Linked DNA regions of Sus scrofa: region 1 is linked to region 2. A link is a contact called in public HiChIP or PLAC-seq data. All regions are on one chromosome and are shown on one strand. Each heading gives the region's core, a stretch centred on a gene start, on an enhancer-like site or on the middle of the called end of the contact. The rest is flanking DNA. Distances are from core to core; before and after follow the strand shown.

The links. HiChIP or PLAC-seq counts read pairs in DNA pulled down with a chosen protein or histone mark.
Region 1: an H3K27ac HiChIP or PLAC-seq map of alveolar macrophages shows a contact between it and region 2. The contact joins two enhancer-like sites. A contact is called at or near these places in 6 of 47 Hi-C or Micro-C datasets (embryonic fibroblasts, epiblast stem cells, fetal heart ventricle and 3 more) and 1 of 2 datasets of contacts at active chromatin or transcription factors (alveolar macrophages).

What each region holds. Positions count from the first base shown.
Region 1 is chr7:98,340,252-98,342,951 of Sscrofa11.1, forward strand. It overlaps TMED10 (transmembrane emp24 domain-containing protein 10), which reads right to left. Exons shown (of 5, transcript XM_001926711.5): 3 at 1,516-1,589. Among named protein-coding and RNA genes, the nearest start is that of NEK9, 20 kb to the left of the region's middle. Within about 2 kb of position 1,445, at least 46 of the 83 cell types and tissues checked have an H3K27ac peak or open chromatin away from gene starts, as enhancers often do. A contact at or near this core is called in alveolar macrophages, embryonic fibroblasts and fetal liver, where this site is marked.
Region 2 is chr7:98,702,203-98,704,902 of Sscrofa11.1, forward strand. No RefSeq gene overlaps it. Among named protein-coding and RNA genes, the nearest start is that of FLVCR2, 15 kb to the right of the region's middle. Within about 2 kb of position 1,274, at least 37 of the 83 cell types and tissues checked have an H3K27ac peak or open chromatin away from gene starts, as enhancers often do. A contact at or near this core is called in alveolar macrophages, embryonic fibroblasts and fetal liver, where this site is marked.

The sequences.
Region 1 (2,700 bases), core at 195-2,694, 360 kb before region 2:
ATTCATCAGACAAAGAGGCTCTTGCTTTAACTCTTTTAACTAAACTATCCTGAAGCCAGAAACAAGCAAGAGTCTCCACTAGGAACTGTCTTCCACTCACAGCTCCATCAATTGCTCCTGTTTCCTGCCTACAAATAACTCAGTCTAGTTTTGTTCAACTGAACCCATGAACTAGGAAAAAGAGGCAAGACCTGGAGAGCTGCAATTATTGCAGTACTACTTCCTGTTGAAGAAGCAGCCAGTGGCTTCCAGTCTTCTTCCATTTTAGGATATTTCCCTTCTAAGTTCTGACCAAAGATAGAACAATTTCTCCCGCTCCATCATTTCTAGAGAATTTGCTTAAATCACTTAAAGCAACTTTCCTTTGTTTATTCAGTTTACCTTCTTCAAAAGCCATTTGTATTTCCTACACCCCATCTTTTCTTCATGCCTTCGGGTACTGTTGTAGAAAGACTCTGATCTGGGTAAAAACATGCTAATCTTTCTATAAAGATCAATCCTCCAATCTTAAATAGTTCTTGTGGTTTTTCAAAGGTGCTCTTCATTTGAAGAGCCTTTTTTGTGCTGCCTCCAGAGTCTCTCATGAAAGGGATAGGAAGGGCTCAGTCCCCCTTCCCCTTATTCTATGCACACTTCCACCTTCCTACCACCCAAATAAAGGTCTGTTTTTGTTCTCTACGATACTTCTGGTTAGCAAAAATCCTAATCTCGGAGTTCCTGCTGTGGCGCAGTGGAAGCAAATCTGACTAGGAACCATGAGGTGGGTTCGATCCCTGGCCTCACTTGGTGGGCTAGGGATCTAGCGTTGCCATGAGCTGTGGTGTAGGTCACAGATGTGGCTCAGATCTGGCGTTGCTGTGGCTGTGGGGTAGGCTGGCAGCTGTATCTCAGATTCAATCCTTAGCATGGGAACGTCCATTCGCCGAGGGTAAAAAAGCAAAACAAAAACAAAGCAAAACAAAACACACCTAATCTCTTGCAGTTTTTCTTCCATCTTGCTCTCTTTCTGAAAAATTTGAAATTGAAATTATTTTAACTAAAAGCTACTTTTGACTACTACATTTCTCAAAGACAGCACAGTTGTTCAAGTCTAAATAGCAATGAATCCATGCCCTAGTTTTATACATAGCTGTCACTCTGGGAATAAAAGCCATAGGGATTAAAACCAAATCACTTCTCTTAACCTTGAACATTAACATATAAATGAATTCCGGCTTTAAAAAATTACAACTATATATCTGGTTTCTGTCTCAAGAGCACTAATAGCATATACTTAAGTGTTTCATCATACCAACATTTCTATGGGACAGTTGGTCCAGTCACTTGGCTGACAGCACAGCCAGAATTATTGTTCAAGGCTGTTAACATAACTTTTTATATCAAGCTGGTTGTCACATGACTGCTGAGAAAACCACAGCCTTCTGGGCAAAGCACAGCCTGCTGGCCTGACTAGGTCACAGAAACCTCACAGACCAGCATGCTGCTGCCTCTACTGGCTGTTACAGCAGGACATACCTCTTCGTAATTTTTTGCCTCCACTCCATGCTTCATGTCTAGGATCACGAGTTGGTCAGGTATCCGCCCTGTTCCTGAGAAAGAAATCAAAGGATTCATTGTGCGGAATATTTAAAATTCCGGGAAATCACCCACCCACCCTCTCTCTCCCTCCCTAACCCCTACCCTCTCAATAGAGGGAAATAGCCTCAACTCCTCCCCCTACTCAGCTGCAGAAAATTCCTGGCTCTGGCTAAAAATCACAAGCATTCCAGACAAAGCCTCTATCTGTGAGGGGGGCCAGAAAGCAACGAGAACACGCTGCTGGCAAACATCTCTGAGGGAGCAGCACACAAGATATGTAGTTGGCACCACAGAGGAATAGAACCAGAGAAGAGAAAACACACTGGCTTATTGGATTAGGAAATAAAACTCCAAAGTCAAAACATCATACAACTGACTGGCATACAAACCCGGAGGTAGTGGGCACCAGCTTAGGCCGAAAAGTACATTTCCACATCTAAAAAGGCTGACCCATGAAATTCTGAGAGAAGGATTACTGCATACACGCTAAGCCTGAATTTACTTAATACAAATACAAGTACTGAAAAGACCACAGCATTTATCTAATATTTTATAGGACTAAAGTATTTTGGTCAATGTAAGGCCATTTCAATAAGTAAACAAAATGTTATAGAACTAGTCCCACAAAACCCTTACAAGAGAAGAGCCCAAGAAGAAACTTGACAAAAAGAGTACAGTTCTTGGAGATACTTCTTAAAAGAGGAATGTTAATTTGGGATAGTAGGATCAACAGAGCAATGTTCATATTAGAAAAGGCAATCTGCCTTTTTTGGGGGGGTGGATCTTTTTAGGGGCACACCCATGGCATATGGAAGTTCCCAGGCTGGGGCTGAATCAGGGCTGCTGCTGGCCTATGCCACAGTCACAGCAACGCCAAATACGAGATGGGTCTGCATCCTACACCACAGCTCACACTAACACCAGATACTTAACCCATTGAGCAAGGCCAGGGATTGAACCTGCATCCTCATGGATACTAGTTGGGTGCGTTACCACTGAGCCACCACAGGAACTCTAGGAAAAAGTAATCTGATTCAGCTTGATCAGAAAGAATTCTAATCTTAAATCATCAAGTGGGAGTAAAGGGACTGGAGTGGTTCAAAAGAGCCCCAGAAAATTGCT
Region 2 (2,700 bases), core at 24-2,523:
GGAGTCTGTGAAGCTCACGATCCTCTTCCAATAAATTCACTTCCTCCTTAACTCAGCCAGAGTCAGCTTCTACTAAGAAACCCCAAACTCAGGAATGATGATTGAGATCTGAGTTTCCCAGGAAGGCAGAGGGCACTGGACCCTAATTCTCAGGGGCCAACAGGAGGAGACTATTTGCTGACAGGGTTCTGGGATACCCTGTGATCCAGAAAAAACGGGCATTCAGCCAGCATTGCACCAGGCTCCCGTGGGCCTGACCTGAATATCACTGCCTCTGGCAAGAACCCCAGGGCCTAACTTGAAAACCAGTGTGGGGATGGGACTTTGCACCTCAGCCTCCCGGGCTGCACCCTCCGCCCCGCTTCATTCATTCTGTGTGGCGCCCAGCCAACCTGCTCAGGGGCAGGGTTCCAAATTCAGGGCAGACACTGGCCAATCAGAACCGATGTTGGAGCTGGAGCAGAGTGGAAGCCTGACGCAGCACTAGGATGGCGGTTGTTGACCAATGAGAATATCAATATTTGAATATGTTAATAGCTGGTTCAACTGCACTGGGCATCAGCTCAGGGCGCGCAGGCCTGGGAGCACCTATGAGGGAAGACTCTCTCCAGTGAGTATAATTCTGCTCTCCCCTCCCTTTGCTCACCCCACCCCCAGCCTGTCCCTGCCCAGCCCAGGGCTTTTGCATTTGCACAGAGCAGGTGGTTAACATACATTTGTTAAACAAACAGAAGAAAGCAAAAAACAACAAAAAAACCAAACAGAGTAGAAGAAACAAAATGAAGAGAAAGAAAAGGAGTAGAAGGAGGGAAGGAAGGGGAAAAGTTGGGTCTGTTCTTAGGAAATCACAGTGTGGACCCTCCCCCCTGCCTTCCCACACCCCCAGCCCAAGATGTTTATCTGCGTGTTCATTTGAACTAAGCATCAAGGGCACTCTTCAAAGAGGGAAAAAACGCACAAAATAAAAGGGGTGTTCAAAAGAGTAAGGGGACTATGCTGTTTAATCTTCCTCTGGGGACTGCCATTTACCAGATATTTACCTCCTGAACTGTTGACTATGGTTGTAGGAACTATTTTTATCTTCATTTTACAGATAAAGAGAGATTCAAAAGGTTAAACGGTTTGCCCAAGGTTACACGGCTAAGTGCAGCTGTGGGACTCAGACTTGCTCTTTTAGCCTCAGAAGCTGGAGCTGTTATAAACCAAGCTTGAGTGTACTTGGGGGAATTTTCTCAAGTCCCAGGTTACAGCCAGGACTGTGGGGACAGCAGCCCTGAGTTGGTGCTGCCTCCTAGTGGCAATCCAGAGAACTGCAGTGACAAAGCCCCCTCCTTCCTTCCCCTTCCTGGCTCCACCCTCCCCTCCCAGCTAAATACGCAGAGTTTGTGTTGTACCCCCAGCAGCCAACCAATGTGTGTTTTCTGGGATACAGAGAACTGACTTCTAGATACAAACCAGTGCCTCATCAGGCTGCAGAATAGCTCTGCGGAAGCATTCGTTGAATAATTGAATGGCTGGGACCTGGTTCCTTAGACAACCTTTGAAGACACTGTAGATTGAAGATCTGGGTTGAAATCACATCCCGGTCTTAGGGCCACAACTTCTGCCTCAGTGTCAGTGCCATACAAGGATCTTCCAGGTCCTTGGAATCATGTTCATGCAGGCTGTCTTGCACTATCTAATTTCATTTGACACCCAAAGGGATCAACATGGTGCACCACGTTCACAGAACAGGGACTTGAACTGAGATCCTCAGACTCTGTGCGGTGCTGTGCTTCCTGCTCCACCACCCTGCCCCGCTTTCCAGCTATTCGACTCACCCCATGAAACCTTGTTTTTGTCAGCCTAGTCATCCAGATGTGATGACTCAAGAGTTAGTACGGGGCTGACTGCCAGGGGGAGGAGGCCTGTGTCAGCACAGCGGCTTTCCTGACCTTTAAGGCAGCGAGGAGTTACCTCAATCTGAAACATGTGGCTACAGAGAGATTTCAGTCTCAACCATAATAGGATAGCATAGCTGGGCAGATAAGAAGAAGCAATTCCCACAGTTCTTTCTGAGTCTTCTTCCAAACCCCAAATCACCTGAAACATGGAAGCCAGAAGCTATATCTTCCTGTTAGACTAGGTTCTTGGAATCTTGTTGCGAATGGCGGGAAAATTAAGGGTCACCTTCTCGAAGGCAGGATGGTGTCACCAAACATGTGCTTCACTCTGCCCCAAATGAATCCTGTCTCTTCTCTGTTTAGTCCTCAAAGGTTCCCTCCAAAGTGCATCATTTGTGTCACAAAATCCACTTTACACATATGGGCTGTGTAAACTGGTTGCCCATAGTGATGAGATAAACATAAAAGAAGACTTGGTCCCCAATACTATGAATCACGTGAGGGCAGATATTAGGTGGCATAGTCCAAAGCAGACTTTTTTTTTTACCTGTAATATCTGATTACCCATCTAGACCAAGGATTTCTTACATTTGGTAGCCATTGGACTGCTTTGAAGATCTGTTGATAACTATAGACACCCCCTTCCCTTTACAAAATCTGGATTATAGGATTTCAGGGGCTCATAGACTCTGGAAACTATTTGCAGACCCCCAAGGTAAAAACAATTCCTCAGTTGACAGCAGTAAGCACCCAAGACTCAAGAAATACAGCTGCTGGTAGACCGTGTGGTCCAGCACAAAGAGCATTCAATTGGCAG